Regions from separate parts of the Gossypium hirsutum genome. Here region 2 is linked to region 1. Evidence: chromatin contacts called from public Hi-C data. All regions are on one chromosome and are shown on one strand. The core of a region is the stretch at or near the end of the contact, and the rest is flanking DNA. Distances in the headings are between cores, read along the strand shown.

Region 1 (3,995 bases), core at 931-3,430:
GAATTTCAAAAGCTTAGAAAATATATATATAAAAACATGCCTATATAAAGTACGCATATGTACAGGTATAGAAAATGTGGCAGTAAATATCACAGTAAGTAATATAATAATACTAATACTGGTATAATGATAAAAAAAGAAATAATTGAAGAAAAAAAATGATCCAAATTGAATTAAAACGGAAATGGGGGCAAATTTGAAATAAATTTAAAAAAAAAACTAATTTGGAAATTCGCCTAACAATGGAGGACTAAAAGCGAAATTACTCCCGTCCATAAAATGTTGTGCAGTGATGGACTAAATTGAGACAGAAACGAAATGTGAGGCTAAAATTAAAAGAAATAAAAAAGGATTTAATTGAAGTGCGCCACAAAAAGGAAGGACCCATAGCAAAAATATCCCATTTAAGGGCAGAACATGCGGATCCTCCTTGGTGAAACGGCGCCGTTTTTTTAACACTATTTAAATCAAAGTTTTCCCTTTTAAAATTCTGATAGCCCATTTTAAAAAAATAAAACTAAATGCTGCCCTTTTATTCACCCTGCTAGGGTTTCTTCAACCTTTTTAGCGTCGTCGATCACCTGCTCCTTCACCCAAGCCTTGATTGCGACGGAGATGGTGGCGGCACGGTGGCTCCGGCGAAAAGGTAGGCTTTCCTTTTTTATTTTAAGTAAAAAAATAAAAAAAAATATGTAAAATATATGTATATATTCAAATAAGAATGAAAGAACAACAACACTACAAAGTAAAACGAAATAAAAATCACCCTTGTATTCGAAGAAAAGTACTGGTATTCAGTTTTTCTTTGTATTTTCCCCTCTATTTTCATATATCTTTTACCGAAAATTCCCCCTCTTTTACAGAATAACACGGCTTTATATATAGCCCGAAACTGATTTCTTTACCCTATTATTTCTCTATTGGACTCTTTGAATCTGTTATGCAGGTATTCGTGGAGATTACGGCGCAGGGAAGAGGCTCCGAGACGTGCGGCAACTAGAGAGTGCTGGAGGCGCTGAGCAAACATGCGGCTAGGGTTTGGGGAATTTGGGATGTTAGTTGGGCTAGGTTTAGGATTATTGGGCTTGGACGGCCCATTTTTGTTTTATAAAGGGCCCGGGCCAATTGGGCTTATTACAATTGTTACAAAAGTTAAATAGAAAAATTGAAATAAGAAAAGTAAAACAATATTACTAAAATATAACAGTTTTAAAGCGTGTAAATACATTCCCTTAAAAATTTAAAAATGCTTTCAAGATACAACAAAACCCTCAACAAGTAGAATAGTAAAAAAGACTAATAAAAAAGTCCTTTATATAGACATCTAATAGGTGTATCTTTTCATGAGATATATTTTCATATGGATGTATCTTTCGATAAGATACATTTTTACCGGGTTGTGTTATTTTGAAAGTAACTTATATAAAGTTATATCTTTAACTTTACGTACAAAAGTTATATTTTTACAATACATCTATTCGCTAATAATTATATTTAGTTAGACTTTCTACATAATAAAATATTATTACATACCAACGTTATAAACTACTACTACTACTAACAACAATAGCAATTACTACTATTACTATTACAGTCAACTTTCTCTATAACAACCACATGTTATATGTTTTATTTTAACATTCTATAACAACTTTTCACTTATAACAGCAACAATCATAATTATGAAGTACATTTTTTTCTAAATTAATTCTCCCTAACAACATATTGTCGAAAATTTTAGTAAATTTATAGTTATTTCATATAAGTAAGTCTATTAATTATAATTTATTAAATAAAAACTATCCCAGTGTGTGTGTTTGGTAAACAATTGAAAAAAATTCATTGAAAATAAAAAGTTTCAACATTTAATATTTCAAATGTGTTTGATAATCATTTTAATTTTTTACTTAATATAGAATTTTCAACATAATATTGTTAAATAAGAATAGGTTGAAATCGTTTTCGTTATTTCGGTTCAATCCTGTAATTTTACAAAAAAAACCGGGCTTATCCAAAAATTAATTTAAAAAACGGGATTTTTGTGTAAAACAGTACAAGAACCGAGAAAAAGAAAAAGAATGGAAGCAGATGAAGACAACAGAAATTTACATGACTGGGCAATTAAAAAGAAAGGAAGCAGACGAAGACAATAGATAATATGATAAAAAGGGCCCATTTAATATTTTTTCATGCAATGGGATTGGCTGGTGAGATTTTCATTGAACAGGTGGAAGAAAAGAAAAATTTGGAAACGAATAATGCATCAGTATTTATTTTATTCCCTTCACACTCATTCCATCTATTTCCTCCCAGTGTTTCACAACGTAATTCTATACTTTCTGTCTTCTTTCTAATTTACGGAAAAGGAATGTTTGGAAATGAGGCTAGGAGAGTAGTAGCATGGATGAATGGGTGCGAAGGAGACCCCAAACTCCCTATAGGCAGCATAGAGACGCGCACATTAACTGTCGTTCCATCTCCATCAAAGGCGATGGAGAGGTTGAGTGTAGCCATTAGAGAGTTGAAATGCAGCCCTCCTCCTCTTACCTCTGGCATTCTTCGACTTCAGGTAAACTTTCCCTTCCTTCATAATTAAACATGGTCCAAATACTAGTCTACATCCAGGAACACCAAAGATTTGCTAATTTCTTTCTGTCGTTATCTCCGAGATTATGGGTTGTTGCTACGTGGTTGGTTGTGGCATTTCTTCCATTTTCCTTATCCCTTCATCCACAAAAAAAATTACATGTAACTTCACTCAACTAAATTATAATTAAGTTTATGTTTTTAGTATTCTAACTTTAAAAAATTATAAGATGGTAATTAAATTATTTGAATGTTTTTATTTAATTCATTTTTTAAAATTTAGTTTGTAAGTTCTAAGGTACGATTGGATGATTGGTATGATGGATCAATACTCATCGATGAGTAAAAAAAATATCCTAGATCCAAGTCGATATTACGATCAGTTTTAAATATCGGAAAAGAAAGATTTTTGGATTTTAATTCGTAAATTTGTGACATTAAAATTGTTTCATGAAAACAAATTGTAGAGAATGAAAAAGAGAGCTTTCAATTGATATCGCTGATGCAAATAGAAAAGGCATACAGTAATAAATTTAACAACAGAGTAATATAAATAAAAATTTTTAAATAATTTAATATTTATTTTATAATTTTGTTTAAATATAAATTTAGTAATAATTTAGTAGTGTACGAAAAGTAAAATAATTGAAAGATGATAAAATTGACGGGGATATATATTAAAAGTTGGACGAAATAGAAGCATCAAAATCAGCTTCTTTTTTAATAATTGATCCAAAAAATTGATTAATTACAAAAATAATTTAGATGTAAAATTTTGTAGGAAAATGATTTGTTTTCTACAATGACCATTAGTATTGCTTGTTTTCTACAATGACCATCAGTGTTGCCATTGCCATTGGTGGCATTCTCTCTTATCATTATCCAATGATTGCTGGTTTTGGAAAGAAATTTTTTTTTAGTGCATTCATTCCCATTGGGGACATCAGTGTGCATTTTTCTATATACTCATTAAAAATACGGGTATTCTAGAAGAAAAGGAAAAAAATATTTTAATGAATGTCATTATTTTCTTTAGCGACACCAGATAATTTTGTTTTAAAAAAATCCGTGTTAAAATAAAAAAAGTCATGTCAGATACTTTTGGGTGCCGCCGTTCTCATTGGCAGCACCCATGTTAGGAAAAATTATTACTTTTTATTTTGATGCCTCTAGGCAGTGTGGTGGCATCGGTGTGTTTTTTTTTTAATTTAAGTTTTTTGTACCGCCAGGTTATGTGGCAGTGCCGGTGATTTTATTAAAAAATTTTGAATTTTTTTTTGTGTCACCTAGTTTTGTGGCAGCATTGGTGTTAAGTGTACAAAAAAAAATTGATTTTTTTTTGGTGTCACCATGTGTGGTAGCATCGATGCCTGAAAAAAAAAATGGAAATCTTTTTGGGTGTGACCTGG
Region 2 (3,995 bases), core at 520-3,019, 180 kb before region 1:
AGTTTTGGGGGAACTTTATTTTGGTATGTAGTGGAGTTGGGTAGGATGTTTTATGATAAATCTATATTCTGATTTGTTTGAAAAATACCGCATCTGCATAACACACATCCTCTGCATAGCTCTGTTTGGTTTTGCTTTGTTCTGTCCTATTCTGCTCTGCTCTGTTCTGTTTGTTCTGCTTTGTCCTGTTCTAGTTGGGTTGTGTTGTTCTATTATATTACACTTGCTATTAGATTCGCTGTGTTTATTCTGATTTATATACTATGTTTTGTTAACTATAATTGATGTTGGTTATACACTGGGCTTTATAGCTCACCTTTTGTTTTGTCTTTGTGTGTTCAAGTAAGTCTCTAACTTTGGACCGGATGGTGTGTGGGAGCTAGGATTGTTTTGCAATAATGTAAAAAAAATTTTGGTCTTTTGAGTTTGTAATCTATTTCTGAGCTCGTATTAGTTTTTGCTAAATTCATCAGTAGTTGATAATTTCTAACACTAAACTACAAAATCACTCAAGTCGACAAAATGAATTTTGATTCTCAACGTGAAACTTTGAAAAGAGTTTTCACCACGAATCAAGTAAAGTTTTGAATATTTTCTGAATAATTACTGAAATCAATTTTCAATACGTTGGTGCAACCCGTCCAGATTTGGCTTGAACTCCTATGCTAGGTTTGGGGTGTTACATTTACCAGAATATCTAACAATTTACCAAATTTTCTATCATTTTACCAATATTTTCTAAGATTTTACTAATATTTCCAAATTTTCTAAATTCTACATCAAGTCTTAACAATTACCAAAATTTCTATGACTTTACCAATATTTCTAAGAACTTACCAATATATATCTAACGATTTATCAAAATTTTTATCTTTTTATCAATATTTATGAGACTTCACCAATATTTTCAAATTTTCTAAACACCATGTGAAGTCTTAACAAATACCAAAATTTCTATGACTTTACCAAAATATCTAATGATTTACCAAAATTTCTAAGGACTTACCAATAAATCTAACAATTTACCAATATTTCTGAGAATTTACCAAAATATCTAACAATATATCAAAATTTCCATCGATTTACCAATATTTTTGAAACTTTACCAATATTTCTATGAATTTACCAAAATATTTGGCGATTTACAAATATATCTAACAGTTTATCAAAATTTATAAGGATTTACCGATATGTCTAACAAATTATCAAAATTTTTAAGGTTTTACCGAAACATCTAATGATTTACCAAAATTTTTAATGTTTCACAAAAATATCTAACGATTTACCAAAATTTCTAAAATTTTACAAATACTTCCAGATTTTCTAAACCTTATACCAAATCTTAACAAGTACCAAAATTTCTCTAACTTTACCAAAATATCCAATGACTTATCAATATATCTAAAGATTTACCAATATTTCTAAGGATTTATCAACATATTTGAAGATTTTACTAATATTTTCAAAATTTCTAATGGTATACCAAATCTTAACAATTATCAATATTTCTAATGATTTTATCATAATTTGTATGAATTTACCCATATTTTTTTGGATTTACCAAATTATCTAAGATTTTATCAATATTTCTATCAATTTATCAATTTTTATATGAACTTACTAAAATATCTAACATTTTACCAAAATAATTAATTTATCAAAATACCTAAAACTTTTTTATTTTTATTTTTATTTTTATTTTTATTATCAATATAACCAAACCTCAAACATTGTATCAAAATTCTTAAAATCTCTATTTTAACCGGTAACCTATAAGCATTTTGTAAACTTTTTATGTAGGAGCGTACTGGTGGAAGTGCCGGAATGGCACGCTGCACGGTTTAATTCAAAAGAATATTCCAACACAAAAAATAAATTTAAATATGAACCAAATAATTTCACCTTCTTTCTCATTTAAAAAATTATAAAAAAAAACAACCCTAAAATTATGTCGCCGCCGCAGCCGAACGGAAAACCCCAACAACCGATTTCCCGGCGAATTGTCCGAATTACCGTTACCGACGCCGACGCTACCGACTCTTCCAGCGACGAAGAAGCGGCCTCTCCGAAGAAAATCCAAAAGCGACCGAAGAAAAAGCTTGTCAACGAAATCACTATCGGAGTTTCGACAAAAGAGAACGACGTAATAGCTGGGTCGAGCCAGAGCAAGGTGAAGAGGTACCGAGGGGTTAGACAAAGGCCGTGGGGGAGATGGGCGGCGGAGATTAGGGACGGAAGGAGGATGAGGCTTTGGCTGGGGACTTTCGATACGGCGGAAGAAGCTGCCGTTGCTTATGATCAAGCGGCGGTTAAGCTGCGTGGACCTAACGCTCCTACTAACTTTAAGTTGCTTGATTGCAACGCTGTTCAGTCCTGAATTTTCTGTAAATGTTAACCTTCTTTATCCCCTTTTGCCCTTTGGTGTTCTCGATGTTTATGTTATTAGGGCTTTTTAGTTTTTGTATCTTTGACTTTATGCATGTAATAACCTGCGAACATTTGTTCCTCTTGTTTTCTCCTTCATCGGATCATGATATTGTACATCTTTTTTAACACCATTTCCTACTTTGTAAACTAGAACTAACGATTTTTGTTAACTAAATTTGAAGAAGCGTTCAAAGTTCAAGGTAATTTCACCATCCTTTCTCCTCTTGTAAACCTTAAAAATGGTGTCAGAAATTGAACTGCCACGAGCAACGCGATTATTTCATATTTTGTTTTTTTTTTCAGGTGGAAGAATGTAAAGCAAAGAAAACCAATCTGCTAAAGGTACATATGTCCTTGCTTTGACTTGGTTTTTGTTTCTTTGAAATTTTCTTTACCATTTTTGTTTTTATGTTCTTTTATGTTACTTTGAGTTCTTGGAGGTAGCCATCACGTCAGTTGTTTTCTTGTACATATTTTGACTCTTGTTATTGGAAATTTTTATTCTATCACCGATCAATTTGTGTTAAATTTCTAAAGTCGGTAGATTTTTAAGGATTTTTTTGTCTTCTAATATAGAAGTGAATGAATAGTTATTGATTTGTAAATGAGTGAAAGTTGAAGCAATTGGGATTCTTAGTACTTATCAAATATAGATGTTTAAGTTAATTATGCACTTTCCCCATTACTGATAGAGTACAGCGAATGTTTTTGAAATTTAGACCAGAAGTAATTTTATAGGATATAAAATGGTTAAATTTCAAAGCAAGAAGCTCAATTCGTCGAGTGGATCTATGGATGGAGTTTATGTGAATGTGATGTTTGTAACTTGTGTTCTCATTATTGGTTAAGGTGCTTTTGAAAGGAGCAGGAATGCCAAAGTGGTAGTACAAAGGGCACGGCATCCTCACCTGAGTAAATATACCAATTCTGCTGTTTCCTGACACCTTATGTCTTCATTTCTTCCAAAAGTTTGGTTATGTTCATCGATGATTGAGTATTGTTGGTTAATAATGTCTTGAGATGTTGTGCAATGTTTTTGTAATGTTTTTTGTTTATTTAGATTTCTCTTGGGTGCAGTATGCCCACATTGATCATATCAGTTTTCTCATGCTGAAGCCTTTATGCACCATTAATGATGGATTCTGATGTAATATAACTTTTAACATACATATGGAACCTCATAGAGTGGAATATATACATCTTTGTAAAACTAGGGTCTGCTGGAGGAGAGTCTTGTTTACAAACTAGCCATCATTCAACCTTTCGGCTCAAATGGGGAAGAAAGTGATCTAGAATTCCCCACAAGCAGTTTTGATCGAACCTTGTCTCCCTACCACTTACAAGGGTTTATCCTCGTGATAAGTGTTACTAGAAACAGATTATCAAATATTCATGTATATATTTGGTCTGAGGGAGAATTAAGAGATCTAGTTTCTGAATTCACCTAAATCTCGTTAGGGCTCTCTGTGTTGTTGGCTTGCTCATCTTGACAATGTTGCGAGTTTTACTTGCTTATTATGATCTGTAGATCAAGGCAAATCTCTAGTTCTGCTGCCTCCTCATGGATA

The links. Hi-C and Micro-C count contacts between places; a contact is called where the count stands out from the background.
Region 2: a Hi-C map of leaf shows a contact between it and region 1, with 2.4 times the contacts expected there. The contact joins the promoter of LOC107903817 here to the promoter of LOC121216750 in region 1. A contact is called at or near these places in 3 of 34 Hi-C or Micro-C datasets (all in leaf).

The regions. Positions count from the first base shown.
Region 1 is chrD05:53,229,892-53,233,886 of Gossypium_hirsutum_v2.1, reverse strand. It overlaps LOC121216750 (isochorismate synthase 2, chloroplastic), which reads left to right and starts at 2,180. Exons shown (of 14, transcript XM_041092149.1): 1 at 2,180-2,569. The coding sequence starts at 2,195. LOC121216751 (a long non-coding RNA gene) reads left to right here and starts at 46. Exons shown (of 2, transcript XR_005912934.1): 1 at 46-646; 2 at 947-1,260.
Region 2 is chrD05:53,408,878-53,412,872 of Gossypium_hirsutum_v2.1, reverse strand. It overlaps LOC107903817 (ethylene-responsive transcription factor ERF070), which reads left to right and starts at 1,769. Exons shown (of 4, transcript XM_041092162.1): 1 at 1,769-2,627; 2 at 2,731-2,769; 3 at 3,956-3,995. The coding sequence starts at 1,949. The coding sequence ends at 2,377.